Linked DNA regions of Arabidopsis thaliana: region 1 is linked to region 2. Evidence: chromatin contacts called from public capture Hi-C data. All regions are on one chromosome and are shown on one strand. The core of a region is the stretch at or near the end of the contact, and the rest is flanking DNA. Distances in the headings are between cores, read along the strand shown.

The links. Capture Hi-C pulls out chosen DNA fragments and counts their contacts.
Region 1: a contact with region 2 is called in a capture Hi-C map of seedling, with 1.8 times the contacts expected there. A contact is called at or near these places in 1 of 26 Hi-C or Micro-C datasets (shoot) and 1 of 3 other capture datasets (seedling).

The regions. Positions count from the first base shown.
Region 1 is chr1:9,404,780-9,408,736 of TAIR10.1, reverse strand. It overlaps AT1G27090 (glycine-rich protein), which reads left to right and starts at 2,368. Exons shown (of 4, transcript NM_102471.5): 1 at 2,368-3,308; 2 at 3,395-3,555. The coding sequence starts at 2,639. It overlaps AT1G27100 (Actin cross-linking protein), which reads left to right. Exons shown (of 3, transcript NM_102472.4): 2 at 143-793; 3 at 896-1,652. The coding sequence ends at 1,180.
Region 2 is chr1:8,980,892-8,984,886 of TAIR10.1, reverse strand. TEM1 (AP2/B3 transcription factor family protein) reads left to right here and starts at 1,573. Exons shown (of 1, transcript NM_102367.3): 1 at 1,573-3,331. The coding sequence starts at 1,911. The coding sequence ends at 2,996.

The DNA.
Region 1 (3,957 bases), core at 1,119-3,618, 420 kb before region 2:
CGTAACCGTAAAAAACTAAAAAACCCAATTTAGACCAGTCCAGTGTCAGATCCACCACACATATAAAATAACCATATCTCTCACTTCTTCTTCTTCTTCTTCTTATCACTATTCGCTCATTTCCCCTTCTCTGTTGTTACAGAAGTCGACGGCGAGTAGCTTCAACCAAAAAGAAACACCAGTATCTGTCTCAGCAATGGAATTTTTCCAGAAAGCAAAAGCTATTCGAATGCGTAACAGTCACAACAAGTATCTAACAGCAGACGACGATGAAGAAACCGTAACTCAAAACCGTAACGGATCTACCAAAAACGCTCGATGGACCGTCGAACCGGTTCGTGATTCTTTCCATGTTATTCGTCTTAAAAGCTGTTACGGTAAGTACTTAACCGCTTCTAACGAGCGGTTCTTGCTCGGGGCTACGGGGAAGAAAGTGATTCAGTTGAAACTGAGTCGGGTTGATTCGTCTGTTGAGTGGGAACCGCTTAGAGAAGGGTCTAAGATTAAGCTTAGGACTAGATCTGGTAACTATTTACGAGGTAATGGTGGTCTTCCTCCTTGGAGAAACTCGGTCACACACGACGTTCCTCATTTGTCTGCTACTCAGGATTCGATTTCTTGGGATGTTGATGTTGTTGAGATCTTGACTGATTCCGAATTCAAGACGGAGTCTGCGAAAGCGCCGCCACCGAAGACGACGTCTCCACCGCCGCATCGGAGACCGACGAGTTCGCCGTTGTCGGCTGAGTCTCCAAGGACTTCGTCTTCTCTTTCAGACAGATCCGATTCAGATGTGAGTACTTTTCCTAAATTCCTAAAACACCTTTGGTTTTGTTTAAAATTACAGTTGTACCGTTTTCCGGTTATTGAAAATTTTGATTTTGATTTTGACCAGTCGGTTGAGTCTCCGCCTAAATCTGATGGACGAACCATATATTACCATGTCGCTGACGAGGAAGGACACGTGGAAGATGAAACAACCGTTGGATATGCTTTCACGTTTAAAGGAAATAGCGTGGCGGAGCTGACTCAGACATTGCGAGAAGAAACGTGCATGGAAGACGCTGTGGTGTGTACTCGTAGTCCTTTAAACGGCAAGCTGTTTCCTCTTCGTTTGCAACTTCCTCCTAACAACGGAACATTGCATGTCATTTTACTACCCTCCAGCGCGAGCCTCTAGAATCGACCCGAGACAATTAGAAATGAGTGATTGTGTGATTGTTTGGTGAAGCATATGATATGAACCGTATAAGAAGATAGTAAGAGTTGGTAGTTGGTACAAGACTCGTTGTTACATAGATTGAAAAAAGGCGTCGGCACATGAACCTTGCTTAATCTATAGACTATTTGTAAGAGTTTTGATAATAGGAAGGACTTATAAATTATTTTTTGGGGGAATATAATACAAGTTTGTTTTTGTAAATAAGCGATTTCTTTGTAAACGAACATTTGGATTTTGGGGGTTTATTTGTGTGAGCATGGATTCATAAACAAAAATCATTAATTTCTTATAAGTTATTCACTAGTAAATGGAGATTATGACTCGAATGTAGCCAAATTTAGTTTGGATGACGTGAACAACCAAATCAGAATAATCACCTATCTTAATATAGTGATTTAGTGACCAGTAGACGATAGTTGTGACAAGAAATCTTATAAATACTTTGTTGTCACAATTCACGAATGTTAAAGGGGTTAGAAGTTGAAACTATCTCCAAGTTAAAGTATCCATTAAGCTATCGTTAAACATAAAATACAAATCATGAAGCATACGAAGACCTTAATATCAAGTCATATACAGAATGAATATACAAAAAGAGGAATAATTCCTAATGTATACGTACGATACTACGTTGACGAAAAAAAAAAAAAAAACGTACGATACTACGATTGGAGTTTTCTAATTACTTACAGAATATTTAAACAACATTATGTATCTAGAAGGATCTAGAATAAAATTGAATCTAAAGTACACCAAAAAAGTGGAATATTTCCCAATATCCTAACAACTTTGATAATATCTTAATTTCAAACTGTTTTTATTATGTAACAATACCGTATTTCATTTCTTAACTTAAAACTCATTATTTACATGATATTTCAAAAATTACCTATGTACTTGTCATTATATACATGGTATTTCAAAAATTACCTATTTACATATTACCCTTTTAAATGGTATATTTACTAATAAAATTAAGTATTGCATTTAGGAAAAGAGAGTGCCTCTTGATACAATTTTAAAATAATACAAATACCCTATGTCATTCCAAGTAACTAATAATAAATTGACAAATAATTTTTTTATACAAGAAACGTAATCCACAAAAATAATTTGAAAAAATCTACACAAAATAGTTGAAAATAGAACACTCCTATTTATTTATTTTTTTCCTTTTGTTTTGAGACGGATAATTTCACTTGCATTACTGGAATTTTTCATCAATTATTATATATTTAGCTCAAAACTATCACTACCCAAAAACCAGACGCTTCAACTTATCCCCATTTCTCTGAAAACCCTAACAAATCCTCCTCTTGTTCCGCCACTGCCGCCGCCGCTACTCAACGGTGGTGAATTTTCTATACGGTCAGTTCGATCCTCTTTTTATCGACAATCCTACACAAATCCATAATCATGGCCGCCACTGCTTCCTCCGAAGCTTCTGAAGGACCAGTGATGGGTCTCATCAACAAGCGTCTCCGTGCTCTCCGTAAGAAATACAACCGAATCACTCAAATGGAAGAATCGATTTCTCAAGGCAAAACCCTAAACAAGGAGCAAGAAGAAGTCCTCCGCTCTAAACCTGCCGTCGTCATCCTAATCGACGAGCTTGAAAAGATCCGTGCTCCTCTCTCCGCCGCTGTGACAGAGGAAATCAGCCTCGCTACTCAGCTTAACCGTGCTTCATCCGATCAAACCACCGCATCTGAGCAAAAGGAAGTCACTGATATCCCGCAGGAAGTTAGCGGCGGCGATGATGGCGCTAAGTTGGAGGATCTGGTGAATTTCCTCTACTTTGGTTCACTCTTCGACGTCAAGTCACAGAACGAGTTCACTTCGATAATGTTGACCAGGACTCATGAGAGAAGTTGCTGCTTGTCTTACGATTACGTTACCGATGATGCCACTGATCTCCTCGGCGATCGGGATTTGGATTCTATTTCTCAGCTTTGGAGCCTGATGGTTTCTCGTCCGGTGGATTCAAGCTTATCTCACAAGAACGCTTTGGAGCGTTGTGTTGAGCACGCTAAGCTATGGTTAGCTAATTCCGAGCAGCCAATCGAATCAAACTGCAATACTTCATGTAAAATAAAAATTCCTAAATCTGTTTGTCTCTTACATCTCTGTGTTTTAGTTTCTCTGTGTTGATTACTTAGATTTGTGATGCAGATGCTGCATTGAGAGAGAAGTTGAAGAAGATTATGGCGTCTGACTATTTCACCACTACTCCGGAAATGAAAGCTCCGGTTGATGTGGCGGCTGCAGCTGGTAACTATACTTCTTACCAGGTGCCTGTGGACGTGGAGGCTTCAGGGCATTACCAGCAAAAGGTATCCACTTTAGATTAGGTTTTGTTGATTTCCTGAAGTCTCTGACTTTCATCAAATTGGTAGTGAATTTCGCGGACTAGTTGTTCTGATTCATTACATACTATATAGTTCAGGGCTTTGTGGTATGCAAAGCTCTTACTTAATCTGAAGGAGGAAATTAACAATCACATTTCTTTAGTTGTGGTGAGATTGAGCTTAATTTTCAAGGATTCAGAGTTTATTATTGTTTCTCCTATAAAGTAGAAGATGTCTGAAGTTGAATTATGCAGCATTAGAGTGAGATGTGGTATGAGATCATTAGTGAGTTAAGTTGTTTGGATAGGATGGAGAAGTACATTCTTAATTTTTGATATGGCCTGTTGCTTATTTGATTTTTCGACTGTTCTCTTGGTATTTGGAGAA
Region 2 (3,995 bases), core at 324-2,823:
ACTGATCAAAACAACAAAAAGTTGACGTTTTAAGTTTTGCATTCAAACTAGGGCAACTGTGTTAGTTTTATCTTCGACGACGTGGATATAAGTTTTTTAAAATTATGTAGGTATAATAAATTAAATAGAAAGAAAAAAACTATATAATGAAACAAAAGAGAAACAGAGGAGAGTTTGATGGTTTAGGACGAATCTGGTTTATTTAGTTCAGCCAATAAAAGCATAGTTCCAATGCAAGTGGGAACATCAACTAAGTCTCACTACTTTTTAAAATAGTCGAATAAATCTGCATGCAGTACTTTGTTATGCGTATATAATATCAAATAGTAGTACAATTTGATAAAAATGTTATATGTTTAATTTGGTGGATCATAGAAGGATTAATTTTTATGATCAAATAACGAAGCCACGAAGAACTAAATCTGACCGTTTGATGCTTATTCGAGAACTATAACAATATTAGGACGTCATTCATGTATCTTTATTAAAAATATGTGATCTTAAACAAAGCTTCGTGCATAGATAAGAAGGGACTAGTCACTCTAATAAGATCAATAAGATATGTTGTTTCTCTTTGTAAACCGAAAATAGTGGGCAATTAGATCACGAGTCTTGGCTTTGCTGGCGTATTCCAACGTTGTCTTATCATTATCTCAAAATATTATTATAGGTCGTCTCATTTCATACCCGTCAAAATAATAGTTGTTCTTATATGTTTCGAACAAGTCACTTTAGGAATTAGGATGGAAAACATATCCTATTTGAGTGGTATTGGTTAATTTGAGAAATTGAGCGTAAAGGAAGACAATGCGTAAGAAAGGCAACAATACGTACTATGATTCTACGTACAAAGAAAGTGCTTAGGGGATAAAAACCAAACTAGGTAAGGACTTGTAGGAAACATAAGAGAACCTAATGATCAAGACCTCCCCAACTAAAGCAAAATATGTAAAGAGACACGTCATGTTCCAAATATGGAAGGACGAATATAGTTTCAAGAAAAGCCTCATGATCAAAGGGGGGATGCACTATTTAATTAGAGAATCACAACAAAACAAAACAAAAGGTCCAAATCTCATGTGAACCCCCTTCCCACTTGGCCCTCTATTCTATCCCCATTTGTGCTATTACACATCGCCCATTACTCATTTTTCTATCTCTCAACGAGTCAACTCTATTCAATAATTTTACATATCTTTCTACTACTATTCTTGTATGGACCATTCGATTTTTGGAAACTTCTTTTCTCTTAAAAAAACATCAATAATATCGGGCGAAATGTCAAATGTGGTTTTTCTTAGCCCTATTTACCATTCTTAACCACATCAAGAATCTCATTGCTAGTGTTGTAATTATTCTTTGTCCTTTAGTGAAAACATTAAGAAAAATTCATCTATTGATGTTCACGTTCTCTGTAAATTTTTTATAGACGCATGTTACACGTAATATATTATTAGTTTATTACCATATGAAGGGACTAATTATGGCAACAACAAGATTATAAAAAAAGGACTAATCAAAAGGTACCAAAATTAGTACGAATGTAATAAATAAAATAAAACTTTATGACACTAGCACACATATTTTTGGACTCTTCCCACGAAACTTCCTCTACAAAACACATTTTGCCATTTGTTGCAAGACTTGACCCTACTCCTCTGCACCTCTTCTCCTTTCTCTTTTATTTTATTTTCACCTTTCTTTCATAAATACACATACATTACCCACATTTTACATTTATCTCTTATTATCCTATTCAATTTTGACAAAACAAAACAAATAATATCAACAACGTACATGCACTTCCTTGTGTATATATATAAACTCCAAACCCCATCTCTTCATAAAGCAACAAAAACTTAACCCATTTCTTCTTCTTTTTTTGTTTCTCTCTCACAAACACAACAAATATGGAATACAGCTGTGTAGACGACAGTAGTACAACGTCAGAATCTCTCTCCATCTCTACTACTCCAAAGCCGACAACGACGACGGAGAAGAAACTCTCTTCTCCGCCGGCGACGTCGATGCGTCTCTACAGAATGGGAAGCGGCGGAAGCAGCGTCGTTTTGGATTCAGAGAACGGCGTCGAGACCGAGTCACGTAAGCTTCCTTCGTCGAAATATAAAGGCGTTGTGCCTCAGCCTAACGGAAGATGGGGAGCTCAGATTTACGAGAAGCATCAGCGAGTTTGGCTCGGTACTTTCAACGAGGAAGAAGAAGCTGCGTCTTCTTACGACATCGCCGTGAGGAGATTCCGCGGCCGCGACGCCGTCACTAACTTCAAATCTCAAGTTGATGGAAACGACGCCGAATCGGCTTTTCTTGACGCTCATTCTAAAGCTGAGATCGTGGATATGTTGAGGAAACACACTTACGCCGATGAGTTTGAGCAGAGTAGACGGAAGTTTGTTAACGGCGACGGAAAACGCTCTGGGTTGGAGACGGCGACGTACGGAAACGACGCTGTTTTGAGAGCGCGTGAGGTTTTGTTCGAGAAGACTGTTACGCCGAGCGACGTCGGGAAGCTGAACCGTTTAGTGATACCGAAACAACACGCGGAGAAGCATTTTCCGTTACCGGCGATGACGACGGCGATGGGGATGAATCCGTCTCCGACGAAAGGCGTTTTGATTAACTTGGAAGATAGAACAGGGAAAGTGTGGCGGTTCCGTTACAGTTACTGGAACAGCAGTCAAAGTTACGTGTTGACCAAGGGCTGGAGCCGGTTCGTTAAAGAGAAGAATCTTCGAGCCGGTGATGTGGTTTGTTTCGAGAGATCAACCGGACCAGACCGGCAATTGTATATCCACTGGAAAGTCCGGTCTAGTCCGGTTCAGACTGTGGTTAGGCTATTCGGAGTCAACATTTTCAATGTGAGTAACGAGAAACCAAACGACGTCGCAGTAGAGTGTGTTGGCAAGAAGAGATCTCGGGAAGATGATTTGTTTTCGTTAGGGTGTTCCAAGAAGCAGGCGATTATCAACATCTTGTGACAAATTCTTTTTTTTTGGTTTTTTTTCTTCAATTTGTTTCTCCTTTTTCAATATTTTGTATTGAAATGACAAGTTGTAAATTAGGACAAGACAAGAAAAAATGACAACTAGACAAAATAGTTTTTGTTTACATCTAATTTAGGATCTGTTTTTTCACCCTTTCCTGAAATATGATATGTGTTCTCCTCCTTAATCTAATAATCTTGTTTAATCTTTGGTTTATAGCCAACTTTATAGCATATTTTTCCAATTGAAATAGAGTTGTTATGAGTATATAATCCCACACTAATATTTATGCATTTACTTTCATATATACATAATATACATTATTGGAGAAAAATATCTTATACGATCTATAAGAATAGTATAATTAAATGTCAACATGTCCAATTAAAACATGGGTGCGATTCGAAAATCTATTTATGTGGTTGAGATGCTTAAGCGGAGAACAACGTCGATCGTTCAAAGATTTTGTACGTTTCTTAAACTAAGTTTAAAAACTGTTTTTTCGTGTACGATTTTGGGGAAAAACACTGACCAAAATAATTAAGAACATGCACGGAATCTAGATTACGATTTTAGAACCATTGTTATGTTTAATAGAAATACATCTCGAAGTTGATAATTATTTTTCTTATGCCTTAAGATTCATGCATCTTATTTATTTCACGAAGTATAGTTGTGTTTAAAAAGAATCAATTAGATCTTAAAGGCTACACATGATGTATGTGGACACTCGCATATAAGTTCATATATTGTTTTTATCATGACAATAACCACAACTTTTTGTTTCTCAATCATTTAATTACTTACGAGACATGCATTGGCAAGATATTTATATTCACTGGAGTAATGTTGAAATTTAGTAAATAAAATGTACATAAATGTATTTTCAGAATAACAAAAAGAAAACAAAATCAAAAGATCATTTGTTTATGAATTTATTATCGTCAACATATATTTAGTACTAGTTACTAAAACTAAACATAATTTTGATAA